Regions from separate parts of the Mus musculus genome. Here all the other regions are linked to region 3. The links are chromatin contacts, called in public Hi-C and HiChIP or PLAC-seq maps. All regions are on one chromosome and are shown on one strand. The core of a region is the stretch at or near the end of the contact, and the rest is flanking DNA. Distances in the headings are between cores, read along the strand shown.

Region 1 (3,915 bases), core at 43-2,542, 100 kb after region 3:
GCACCCTTGAATAATAGTAGGCTCAGAGCAACTCAAGGACCAAAGATGGGAGGGTGCTCTTGTGTGCCCCATCACCTCACACCCTCAGTCTCTTAACTCCAGTCCTGAATATTCCACCCTGAACCTGAGGATGGCCCAGGGTTTTGAGGGTTCACAAAGGCGTGGGAAGGGGGCAGTCCCTGAAGAGGTGGTAGGTAGCCAGCCCTGGGGAGACGTTGCTAGTTTAAGGGAAAAGCCAATTGTGAAAGAGCTGGCAGTCCCTCCGAGGGGGCGTGCTGAGCGTATGTGTGTGTGAAAGGGGAAGAGAGCGTGGGCAGTCCGGGGGCCCAGGGAGGGAAGAGTGTGGCCGACCAGCAGTCTTCCTTTATGGGGTTCTGGGGTAAGGTTGGTGGCAGGGCAAAGAGGTGTGTCCTCCTTTCCGATCCAGCCTACAGTGGTTTCTGAGAGAGAGGTGGTCTGGGATTGCCTGGAGCTGCTCTCCCCGCTGGCCTTTGTGGTGGAGGAATTTTAGGTGGGGTGAGAGTGTAACTGCAGCTCCAGCCCAGAACGTGTGGCTCTGGAGAAGGCAGAAGTGGACTTCTCTCTCCTGGAGGGCTCCAGGTCAGCAAACAGGGCAAAAAGCACCCCCTCCCCCCTGGGGGTAACCAGGAGGCTACCATCAACCTTACCATACTGAGCACATGATTTCAGTGGTATTGAGTTTAAACTTGGTACAGATACCCCACACCTGCCTCTTTTTGCATTGGGAGTATTGCTGTGGCTGCTGGACCCAACTCCCTGTGTAACCCTAAGGTAGGGTAGGAATCCTAGGGTACAGCCAGTCTTCTCTTAAAGGTGTTCATTTGATTTCCAGACAGTGGTGGCCCTGAAAAGTCTGGGGACTTGACTCTTGTTCTAGAATGTAAGCCAAGCCTCTCTGGTGGCCAGGAAGGAAGAATGAGACCCACATTTCCACAGTGCCTCTGAGCTGCCCCTAGAGGGCAGTCATAGGGCTGGGCGGGGGGGGGGGGGGGGAAGAGTAGCTTGTCGAGCTGAAGTTCTGTAACTGATATCGCTATCTTGCGCCTCATCTGGCCCTGAGATGAATGAGAGCTTTTCTCCAGCCACAGCTCTCTTCTCTCCCTTCCACCAAGCTAAATCGCCATTAATAGTTATTGCCTTAAACCATAAAGGATAGGTTGTGCTGAACCCTTCTGGGGGGTGTCAGATGTATGGATGCTAAGTGACATCATGGGTGTCCTTTGCTGTCCAAAGAGCACCCCGGGTCTGTCTGGTTCTTGAAACCTGCACCTCACCACAGGTTGAAGGAGAGGAAGAAGCCGAGACATCAGACTTGTTGGTTGGGTTTCCTCCATCACAAACCGATCTCCCTCCCCCTAGTGGACAACAAGAGTAAAGCAGCCTCCGGGAGCCTTTTGTTAGCACTACTCCTGGCTCCTGCTTTTACTCCATATTAATAAGCTCATTGGGCAGGACCACAGCATCCCACTTTTAAATCCCATCAGTGTAGAACAGTTTGGCCAGTGAAATCTCATGGTTTTTTTTTTAAAGTGCAGATTCCAAGTTGGTGGTTATAGAGTGCTTCTCCTGATTCGGGAGCCACCCCAGACACCCAGCTGCTTCTGTGGAGTCCTGGATATTTGGTACCACGAGGAGGTGGCAGATGAATCTAGGGCCCATGTGGTTGGCTTCTGGGCAGGAGCCCTTTTATGTTTCCTTTCGTGGCATGTAGGAGAAAACGTTGAGGGTTACTCTAAGCACAGACTGGATTGGGGTCTCTTTAATCAGAGGTCCAGCACCCCTAGTGAGTGAGCAGTGGCACTGAGCAGTCGTCTGACACCCCAAGATTCCCATCCTCTGTACTGGGTCCTTTGCCTGCTCCCACCAGGAGGGAGAAGGTCAGGCCTGAGGCTCCTCATAGGAGCTTCCAGGCTCTGGGTGAACCACACCAGAGTCAATGTGGACTGGTGGCAAGCAGGGTGAGGGTTGGGAGCGTGGGTGACCGATGTCTGGCATCTAAGGTTTACCCTGAGCCAGGTTCTATGCGTGAGTTAATAGCATCGGCTCTTGTAACTAATCCTCAGGATAGCACGGTGGGAAAAAAAAAAGGTAAATTAGTACTTTTGATGTTGTTTTTCAAGATAGGGTTTCTCTGTATAGCCCTGGCTGTCCTGGAACTCACTCTGTAGACCAGGCTGGTCTTGAACTCTGAGATCTTCCTGCTTCTGCCCCCTGAGTGCCACTACCACCCAGCAAATTTGTAGGTCAGAAAAATTCCTTTCAAAGATACCCATAGAGTGTAAATGAAGCCAAGTATGACACACCAAACTGGGTTGTACTGCTGGGTAGTAAACTGGCTACCCAGCCATAAGAAACTGCTACTTCTTGGGAGCACCTGTTTTTCCACTGGGGAAGGAGTAGATGTGCGTACTGGAGCATGGAATAAAGAGCCAGTCAGACTCTGCCCAAGAAGGACTTCTTTCAGTACTTAATAAGGGAAGAGGTAAATACCCCCTCCCCGGCCTGACACCTGCACCCCAGGTCAAGCCGCACACCCCTTCTGGCTCCACATGCTAACCCTGAGTTGGTTTTGTTAGCAGTGTGACTTCAAAGTTCTGCAGGAATGTTGGGTGAACTCCCTATCTGATGCCCCAGCACGAGGGGGGGAACTCTGAGAGCACTTCAGTGCCCTGTCACTGACAGGTGCTCTCACCCAGGGCCTCTGTGGGCCCAGGGCCATGGGCTGGCTACCTCATCTACACTATGAATGCCACACACAGCAGCTAACAAGTTTATTAGATAGAGAATGTCTCCTGTAACCCATATCGGGGAGACTTACAACACATCAAGAGCCAGGGAGGGAGGTTGGCTTCATCACATCAGCCAGGATAGAGAAGACATAGGCAGGGGTCAGCAGCCAGAAGGAGTTGGGTGAAATCCCATAGTATATGGCCCTCAAAGTGAAAGTGATGAGCGGTGGAAGGAACAAAGCCAAGGAGACAGACAGATGGCCAGGCCTACCTGGCTCCTGGGATTGAGCCCAGGTGAGCAGGGGAGTGTGTGTGGTTCGCTGATTTGTGGGGTGTCTAAGAACAGTCGAATCACGATGCTGAGGTACAATGCTGAGGTACTGGCTCTCTCTCCATTGTAAAAGCCTCTCTGTGATGCTCTGCTGCAAGAGGGCATTGCCCGAAGAGAGGGGAAGAGTCCAGGTTGCTCTGAGCGTGCCGTGTTCAGCCCAGGATTCTCACTCTGAGCTGATGTGTGACTCATGTGTCCCTCTGTGCTCTGCCTTCAGTCTCCACTGGACTTACTGGTGTCTTGGTACAACTAGAGATCATTCACTGGAAAGTGGACCCCATTTCACAGCTGCCACTCGATGGTGACACTGTCAACTCCTTAATCTGTGAGCCCCAAGGCAGGGGCAAAGACAAGATCAACTTGACAGTTCCCAGGTTTCATTCCATCCACAACGTCACCCTCCATGGTGGCTTTGTGTGTTAAACAGATATCACACGCAATGCATGCATGTTAGCAGTTGGCAGGATTCTCCTCTGCATTGAAACCAGCAGTTCATGGATCACAGTTCCATGGATCCCCTTAGAGAATCACTCAGCGGTGAATGAGTTTAAGGTCCCAGGTTGCCCCTACTATTTAAGGTGAATCCCCTGTCTTAACTCTTAGAAAAATACAAGTGTGGTTAGAATTTGTTAGTCTTTAGTGTTTGAGAAAAGCCCTGTCCTCGGCCCTAACGTTCTGAAGATCCTTAAAATAGGGTTAAAAGTTGAGACTCAAGAGAATTAAGCCAACTCACCTTATTCTGCTTCTACATTTAGCTTACATGCACAAACATGCAAAACGCACGTATGTATGCATACCATATGCCTGATGACTGTGGAGACCGGAAGAAGGTAT
Region 2 (4,413 bases), core at 1,687-4,186, 110 kb before region 3:
TAGCAGGAGCCCTGTTAAGTGTCCAGCACTCTCAACAGCAAGTGCAAAGCTGGAGAGAGGACACATCCTGGTCATAGGCTAGCTGCTCAGGTTCTTTTCTTTTCTGTCTACCGGGGTGTCGTGTCTCTGCCAATGCAGACACCTGAACGTGGCTTCCAGCAAGTCACAGCAGGCCTGCTGACCTGGAGGAAGCCAGAAAATGTCCGTCAGGAGAGGTCCTCTGCCTTCCCTGCCTCTACAGTCCCTTAATATCTGAGGGTAAGCCTATAGGTCAAAATGTAGCCCTCACAGGAAAGAGGATGTTCTGCTAAAGCAAGCACATGAAAGGACGCATGGTGAAGGATTCTTTGCTAATGACACACACATATTGGTTGCGCGCCTTTTGTCTGGACCCTATAGAGAGAAATTCACCAAAAACATCTGGTGGTGTGCTGCGGTTTCCTGCTGATTCTGTGGACTCGGGCTGACTGGGCACACATGCTGAAGCAAGGCACGTGGAGGACACATGATGTCTGGAGGGTATAGATAGGACTCCATGGAGTGTCGGGGGACAGAGCTTGGCTTTCTGGTACAGCTAGCTGTGCAACACTTGTGGGTCTCGAGTCTTCGCTGATCTTTGCTTCCCTGAGAGAGGCACAGCCAACAACTTCTCCTGGTGTCCCTCCAGGTCCCTCCTGCTGACTGGAGCAGAGGCTGTCTCTGTTAGGTGACACAACCTAATCTGTTGCTGACTAGATTCGATCAAACTGGACTGCTGGTGTATCCGTGAAGTGTTTGCAAGTAGGTCGAGCTATGGCTGCCTGCTGACCTGTGAACTGAACTGCTGATTTCCAGACAGCACAGATGGGAGTTGCTCCAAAGAACCTTTCAAAACAGGTCCACTTCTCCCAGATCCTTTCTTTTCCACCACCTCTGGGGGTGATGGGCTAAAAGGTAGTTAAAGCATTTAAGAACCATCATTAAAAATAAGGTTTGAAAAATTAAAGTTACATATCTGTAGCAGTGTGGTTGCAGGGGCACTCCACCATGCCTGGCGTTTTCATGCTTCTGACAGATCCAAATTCAGTTCCTCATGCTTGCATATCGAGCACTTCAACCCACTGAAGCATCTCTCCAGTCCAACCCTGTCTTTTGTGTTAATGGACATGGTCCCCACAGGGGGAAGCTCTCACCTTTTCTATCACCTCCTAGATCTTGTCTAGGAGAGAGAATGAACATTGCCCTCACCAGAAAACACACAGGAAAAGGTGACAGCCAGCATTTCTTACAAGCAGATCTGACTCCCGTGACAGTGGTTTCAAACCACTGACACCTCTGCCTTGATCCTCGGGGCTGAGAAGCCTCCCAGGCGGCTGCAGCAGCAGCGGTGATGGCTGCTGCTGCTGCTGCTCCTGCTGCTGCTCCTGCTGCTCCTGCTGCTCCTGCTGCTCCTGCTGCTCCTGCTGCTCCTGTTGCTCCTGCTGCTGCTGCTGCTGCTGCTGCTGCTGCTGCTGCTGCTGCTGCTGCTGCTGCTGTTGTTGTTGTTGTTGTTGTTGTTGGAGATGGAGACTCACATAACCCAGGCTGGCTTAGATCCACCCATGTGTCAGAGGATGACCTTAGACTGTTGATAACGCCTACCTCCCAGCCGCTGGATAATAAGCACAATGACCCACCTGTGACATGATTTGAAACAGTATAAATAGTGATGAAGGCTGGGAAGGAGGAGGGGGAGGAAGAAGAAGAAGAGGAAGAGGAGGAAGAGGAGGAAGAAGAAGGCAACAAAAATATTTAACTAATAGAAATAAACCTGGCCCATCCATAAGACACTAGTGAAGTAAACTGTGATGTCGTTACATCATGGAAATGAGTAGTTTTGAAGTGTATTGATGTGGGAAAGTTATCCTGCATGTATTTTCCTGGGGCAGGGGAGGTTTTAGAACAGAATACAGAGCATGCTTCCTTTTAGCCTAAAGGGGAAAAAATCAACACTGATGTACATTTGCATGTTCATGTTTGTAGAAATGCCGAGATAAAGAGCGGAAAGTTCTAACCATGATTGGCTCCTGCAGGGGAAAGAAGAGGCATAAGAAAGGCTGTAGATAATGCAACAAGATTGATGGACGTTTACTTGAAGCCATTTTATTGTTTTAGTTGTTGACCCGTGTGAATTGCGTTACCTAATCCAAAATCGTTGTTGGAGATGTGTACTTTGTCTAATTAGATTAAGGAATGGCAATAGATAGATAGATAGATAGATAGATAGATAGATAGATAGATAGATAGATAGATAGATAGATAGATGCCTCCAGTGTCAGAAGTTCTGGATAGATCCATGTACGTTTAGATGCCTAGAACAGCTCAAAGATAAACAAAGCCTGCAGAGAATGTTGGGGTAGGGGGTTGAAGGGAAGACCCCTGATCGTGTTCCCCAGAACCAGCAGCCAGGATGGACTCTTGGGCCAAGAGGTAGACAGCCTCCATAACTTAAGGATCGGTGGGAGCTGTCAGATGGGTTTCCCATCTGGAACTGGGCATCTCGCAATTCTGATTTGTGTGGTTGCAACCGAACTGGCGGATTCCGTGAAAAGCAGCCCAGCTCGTACTGAACAGAAAGGAGGGATCCTGTTTGCTATGTTCTGAGAGTCCTGAGTTACGGGCAGGCAGGAGAGTCTTAAGCTGCACTCTGCGAGTATGGGGCTATGACTCAGGCGTTAACACTGGCTAGGAGGAAGTCTGTGGCCCTCACTACTGAGACATGGAGCAGAAAGGCTTCCTTCAGTGGAGTATGTGTGGCTGGCTGCCCACTTCGCCTGCAGCCTGGGGAATGAGTGAGCACACGGCTCACCTGAAACCAAGGAGTGGCCCTTTATCATGAAGCTGTTCCAAAAGCTGTTTGCCTGAGTCTTCAAACCAGTTTCCAAGCAAAGGAAAACTCAGGGGCCAACATGGTGAGGACGCTGCTACCAGCAGAGGGCAGTGACGTCCTGTCATTTACTGTCCAATGGCCATAAATTAATCTTTGGGTTTTTTTAAAAAATCATATGCATACTTCCTTAGTTCATCTGTCTAAGCTACCTTTTTCCTGTAGTTCCCTTCAAGATAGAATGACCTATCTCTGGTCAGTTTCTACACTTCAGTGATGGACAGTTGAGGTCACAGTCCTTGGTCACAAAGTGCCCACCCCCCTCATTTGGCTAAACCCACTGTGTGCTGGAATGAACTTGAATTCTACATGGTAATTCCTTCTTAATAACTTTCAAAGACCATGGGATTGTTTCCTGGGAAAAGGAGAGCCGGGCGCCTTCCCTCTCCCCTCTCAGGGCCTATGACCTCTCTTTATCTCCCCAACAGAACCATATCTAATTGTGAGAAGAGGCCAGGCTCAGGAAACCTGGGCTCCTCTGGGCAGAGAGCAGGCGGGACACACACCGGCCTGAGAGACACTGCTCAGGGTTCAAAGGAGCGGCTGTCAATACCACCACAGTGAGGGTAACCCACTGACTGACTGAGAGTGAACCTGTGAGGGAAATCCATTGACTGACCAAGAGGGGGCCTGCATCCATTATTGTCATGGTCTGTGTTTTGGTTTTGTTTTGTTTTGTTTTGTTTTTCATCTCCCTGGAGCCCCTGATACCCCAGGGCCTGTATTCTGAGTCTTTTTTTAAAAGATTTATTTCTTTATTATATGTAAGTACACTGTAGCTATCTTCAGACGTTCCAGAAGAGGGCGTCAGATCTCATTACGGGTGGTTGTGAGCCACCATGTGGTTGCTGGGATTTGAACTCAGGACCTTTGGAAGAGCAGTCAGTGCTCTTACCTGCTGAGCCATCTCGCCAGCCCTGTATTCTGAGTCTTGATGGTTGAGTTTTCCTGTATTCCTCTCTTCAAAAATTCTAAGAGATAAAACTCTTTGCTCCCAGAATAATAGTTTCCTATCAACCTTGGGGAAGCCCTTTGTCTCTGAGGTTTTCTGACCCTCACACATTTTATCTGATAAGTAAGATTCACTGACTGGCCACTTTCAATGCTGATATGTCAAGCCCTTGGAATATAGAGGGGAATGCCTGCAGAGAAGGCTCACTAGTAGGCACAACAACAAATTGATGTGGCCTGGGGCACTAGCTGATCATAAGTGACTCTCCCTCAACCCCCAAGGCAACACACATTCCTGAAAGTCAGCGTTACTAAAGTCAGTTTGGGCCACCTGGGGCAGAGTATATCATGAAGTATCTTGCAGACATAAAGAGGGGTTAGAACAGAAAAAAATATATCAAAACACCCAAACAAGGGCCCATGCATGTCGCACACAGCAAGGACATGGAGTTCTTTGGAGAGTTTAAGATAGGCTTCCTGGTGGGAGGTCCCCCAAAGTGCTCACTACTTGTGCGCTTGGCTTGCTGCAGAGATGAAAGGGTAGACTTTGGAGAGGT
Region 3 (4,497 bases), core at 1,192-3,691:
GTTTTGCATCTCCTTCCTCCCTGCCCTTCCTGGCCCCCACCCTTAGCCTCTTATGGGACCAACACAGAGCTTTTCCTAGAATATCTGCTCCCGGGTAGACCAGCCTGGCATCCACACACTACCGTCCCCTTTTCTCCCTCTTCCTCCTCTCTTTGGCACGCCTTTCCTTGTCCCTCACACTCCCCAATATCTCCCTTCACCCCCATCTTGCCTCTCCTTGCTAAAGCTGTCTTTCTACCAACTGGACAGTGGGGTTTGCCCCAGGAGGCTCTAGGAACCTCTGGTTGGCTGGGCCCTAGGCCAATCCCTGGCTCCCAGATGCCTCATTCTGACTACTCCACATAAGAAGTGTATGTGAAGGGTGACTATCTTCAGTGGACACCACTGTCCAGTTTTCTGCCATGGAGATCCATCTGCATGTGCCTGGTGGCAGAGCCTTTGGCCACATCCTCCACCCACAGGGTTCCCAGGAGGCACATATGCATGGGGTGGGTTTTACAAAGGGTCTGGGCACTAGTTTAGAAACAGAGTTCTCTCCTCCCTGTTCTGAAAAAGGCTCAGCAAACAATCCCAACTTGGCTCAGAACTTCTAGATTTATGTTGAAGATGCATAATATAGAGAAAGGAGCCTTATACTGTACCCACCCACAGCTGCTATACTGTTCCCACCCACAACCCCTATACTGCTCCCACCCACAGCCCCTATACTGCCTCACCCACAGCCCCTTCCTTTTAGTCCAGGAAAAAGAGAGGCTATACTGGTGGGTGGGAAGGATCGACTCCCAGGGAGAAGCCTAGGAGGCCCAGGAAAAGGTCATGACCTACTAAACACACGAGAGAAAGGCTCCCCCTAGATGAAAGAGAGGCAATGGGAATGTCTTCAGGTCTTAACATGTGGTTGCAGAGATCAGCTTCCTCAGGCTCCCAGGGACCCCCGAGGTTATCCCCTCCCACCCCCTGCTTCCGGGAGGGCTGTATCTAAATCAGTCAAGACATACAGGCCTTTCTGTTCCTATAGGTCCCTAGAGGAGGCAAGCATGCGCTTTTACACTGAAGATTAGGCTGGACATCCTGCCATTGGCTTTTCTAAGATCTTTCAGAAAGGTCTTGATTCCCAAAGGCTATGTTCATAATGCTTTGAGGCCAGACTAGGTTGGGTGGCTGGACTCCTGGGGCCCTCGTGTGTTGAGAGTCCTACCTATTCCACCTGATGCCTCTGGTGGCTGCCTTATGGTCGGGCTTATCTGAGTGGGCTGTGGAGAGTGCTTGTATACCTAGGGAAAGTTGTATCAAGCATTCAATCCTGCTGAAACTGATGCTTTGTGGATGGAAGTCAGCCATTACCGTTTTCTTCTTGAGCCTACCAATGGTCTACAGCATTGTCCTAAAGGCAGAGGGAGTCTTTCATAAAGATCCTATCTGGGCTGTCTCCTTTGACCCTCCCACTGTGGGCTCACCGTCCACATGTCTGTCCCCGTCAGCACCTCACTAACCTCTGTGAAGGGGTCAGATCTATGGCTAGGGACTCTGAATAGGGAGCCGTATAATTTATTATCCCATCCAAGATTCTCTAGAGTGAAAGGGTCAGCCATTAATTATGTAGACAGCAGGCATAAACCAGGACTTTTCCCAGGCAGAGGGACATGCTGACCACCCTGGCCCTGAGTTTGGAGTCAGACACGCTACCGTTGCGCAATGAGGTCACCTGGCCCTGAGTTTAGGTTTCTACAACTTAGTCCTTGGCCAGCCCAGAGCAAATTTAGCTCTTTGTTTTGAATTCAAATTTCTTTTTCTAAAAAAATAAAAATAAAACAAAAATAAAAAGCCTACCAAGACAAAATGCCCACCTGGAACATGGAGGGTATGAGAGGATCTAAGCCTTCTTAAAAAAACAAAAACAGAAACACAGGAGTTATTGAAGACGGGGGTTCAAAATAAGAGGACACCAAGCTCTGGAGACACTAGACCAGTGGATCAGAGTCACCCTGAGGATTCACAAGTGACCCATAGATATCCCAGCTGACAATCTTGCACTTGGGCCATGGTGAATCCCATGAGAATTATGGGGTAAAGTGCCAGGAACAGAGAATTCCTGCTCGCTCTCACATGGTGGTCTTTCCCTAACCTTCAAGACCAAGCTAACTCTCAGTCACCTCTAAAGACCCAGTATCAGCAGGTACACAGTGCAGTCAGCCAGTGTCTAAGACCCAGCTGGGGCTGTATAGATCCACTCAGACTGGCTTTCATAGCATAGGGGGTCTTGGAGAAGGGCCCAAGCTCACCCAGGTTTGGTGTCAATCCTTGGATTCACTGAGCCCATTCAGGCAGGTTCATCTGTTTACCTCCTGGAGGCCTGGGTGAGAAATCCTGTTAGGGACAGATCTGACTGTTGACTGGTTTCGTCTTGATGGAATGGAAACTGAAAGTGAAAGCCAGCCCACTTCTGCACCTTCTGCCCCAGTAAGCCTGGGGCGTGGCTGCTCCTTCAGAGCCTCACCCTTCCCAGCCCAACTCTGAACCCTTATAAAGCCTGGGTTGAGGGGGGCCCACTGTGCAGTGCCACAGACCTTTGCACGTTCCCTCCCCACACCCCATCCACCCTCCACTGCCTCATAGAAGCCACAGGCAGGAGTCCCTAGGCACTTCTGGAAGAGATGGCACTCCTATGACTAATCTACATTCATTCCTTTTTACAGGACTGACTCTACTAATTAGATAAGAAACAATTATTCTGTTTGGAGAATTGATCCAAGACATAAACAATAGCTAAATATCTGAGTGTGTATTATGTCAATTCTACAACGGCTTACTACCCTTCAAGTTAAAAACATGGAAATGCATTGGAAATGTAATTGAGGAAAATATGTAATAATAATAATAATAATAAAAACAAAACAAAAAACATGGAAATGGTCTGGAGCCCTGACTGCTCTCCTAGAGATCCTGAGTTCGATTCCCAGCAACCACATGGTGGCTCACAACCATCTGTAATGGGATCTGATGCCCTCTTCTGGTGTGTCTGCAGAGGATGACAGTGTATTCACATACATTAAACAAACAAACAGAACACACACACTCCCACAGCTGGGAGATGGCTCAGTGGAAGTAGGCTTGAGGCCCTATGTTCCATACCCAACATCACACATGAGAAACAAATGTCAACAAAAATACAGCTGTGGCCAGATATGGTGGCACAGGCCTCCCAGCAGTAGGGAGGCAGAGGCAGGTGTTGTGTATCTCTGTGAGTTTAAGGTGAGCCTGGTCTACACAGTGGGACTTTGTCTCAAAGAAGGAAGGGAGAGAGGGAGGGAGGGAGGGAGGGAGGGAGGGAGGGAGGGAGGGAGGGAGGGAGGGAGAGATTCCATTTTGTATGTATATTGATGTTTTGCCTACATGTATGTTTGTGCATAACATGCATGCAATGTTCAAAGGCCAGAAGAGTCATCAGGTGTCTTGGTACTATAGTTACAGGTGGTTGTGTGCCACAATGGGTGCTGGGAATCAAAGGATTCCACAGATTCAACACAATCCCCACCAAAATTCCAATGGCATTTTTTTTACAGGACTAGTCAAAACAACCCTAAAGTACACACAGAAACATAAAAGACTCCACATAACCAACAGAGTCTTCCACAGGAAGAACAACTCCTTTGTAACAAAGCAACATGTCTCTGGGATGGAAACAATCATGTAGCCCAGTAGAGGATTCAGAAATAAGCCAGCAGAACTGTGGACTCCCAATGTTTGTCAAAGGAGTCAAAAACATATCAAGGAAAAGTGAACTGCAGCTTCTTTAACAAGCAGAATCCTGGGGACTAGACCCCTCTTACCAAAGTGATTAATTTTGACAGGTACCATCCAGGAGCTGGGTGCCTGGACAGATTTCCTCTTTAATAAATAAAACAAAAAGAAAGCCAGCTGAACACTGGTAGTCCCTGTTCTCTGCTTCCTGGTTGGAGCTGTGGACCCAGCCATGCCCACTGCTGTGCTGTCCCCACAAAGAGGGAAGGTGATCCTTTGAACCGTGAGCCAAAGTAAATCCATCCGCTGTCACATTGCCTGTCCTCAGGCATTTGGTGACAAACACTCTGGCAGGCGTGTGTGAGGCTCTTCTTTCAATCTACCCTCAGAACAAGGAAGAGCTCCTGTTCTTGCACATACTCACACATATATCTCTACCCTCTAGCATGGCTGGCACCCACTCTCTTATCCCTCTGCGATTCTAGTTCCTTGCTCATTCGTGCACTCTGGTCCTTCCCACATCCCCGCACTCATGAAGGTTTTTAAATGAAGTAAGCCTGGCTGCTTGGATACCTTCTCTCCAATAACCCTGTCCTCTGGTCCTTCCCAGCTATCTGTTCCCATGGCTGGTTGTACAGTAGACTTTGTTGCTACCAGTAATCTCACCCCCCAACATATTCTCAGTCTCCTGTCATCCATTCCAAACTCCACCCTGTATCTTGCCAGTCTTCCTCTCCAGGCGCTCAATAATCCCAC

What was found. HiChIP or PLAC-seq counts read pairs in DNA pulled down with a chosen protein or histone mark. Hi-C and Micro-C count contacts between places; a contact is called where the count stands out from the background.
Region 1: a contact with region 3 is called in a Hi-C map of regulatory T cells, with 2.8 times the contacts expected there. The contact joins two enhancer-like sites. A contact is called at or near these places in 12 of 39 promoter capture datasets (the C10 cell line, the HPC-7 cell line, cranial neural crest and 7 more), 3 of 15 datasets of contacts at CTCF or cohesin (CD8 T cells, large pre-B cells and pro-B cells), 36 of 484 Hi-C or Micro-C datasets (the 63-12 cell line, 8-cell embryo, B cells and 23 more), 21 of 115 datasets of contacts at active chromatin or transcription factors (CD8 T cells, DN3 thymocytes, the HPC-7 cell line and 15 more) and 4 of 9 other capture datasets (adipose tissue, embryonic tail, liver and 1 more).
Region 2: a CTCF HiChIP or PLAC-seq map of CD8 T cells shows a contact between it and region 3, with 7 read pairs. The contact joins two enhancer-like sites. A contact is called at or near these places in 3 of 15 datasets of contacts at CTCF or cohesin (CD8 T cells, large pre-B cells and pro-B cells), 7 of 484 Hi-C or Micro-C datasets (the 63-12 cell line, Th1 cells, bone marrow-derived dendritic cells and 4 more), 12 of 115 datasets of contacts at active chromatin or transcription factors (the 230-238 cell line, CD8 T cells, the HPC-7 cell line and 7 more) and 1 of 9 other capture datasets (embryonic trunk).

What each region holds. Positions count from the first base shown.
Region 1 is chr6:127,139,713-127,143,627 of GRCm38.p6, reverse strand. The region is part of intron 3 of Ccnd2 (cyclin D2); the gene reads left to right. Among named protein-coding and RNA genes, the nearest start is that of 9330179D12Rik, 7.7 kb to the left of the region's middle. Within about 2 kb of position 1,292, at least 74 of the 459 cell types and tissues checked have an H3K27ac peak or open chromatin away from gene starts, as enhancers often do. A contact at or near this core is called in B cells, CD8 T cells, the CH12 cell line and 8 more, where this site is marked.
Region 2 is chr6:127,358,019-127,362,431 of GRCm38.p6, reverse strand. No RefSeq gene overlaps it. Among named protein-coding and RNA genes, the nearest start is that of Gm52919, 39 kb to the right of the region's middle. Within about 2 kb of position 2,936, at least 72 of the 459 cell types and tissues checked have an H3K27ac peak or open chromatin away from gene starts, as enhancers often do. A contact at or near this core is called in CD8 T cells, the HPC-7 cell line, Th17 cells and 1 more, where this site is marked.
Region 3 is chr6:127,243,970-127,248,466 of GRCm38.p6, reverse strand. No RefSeq gene overlaps it. Among named protein-coding and RNA genes, the nearest start is that of Gm38404, 62 kb to the left of the region's middle. Within about 2 kb of position 2,441, at least 150 of the 459 cell types and tissues checked have an H3K27ac peak or open chromatin away from gene starts, as enhancers often do. A contact at or near this core is called in B cells, CD8 T cells, the CH12 cell line and 10 more, where this site is marked.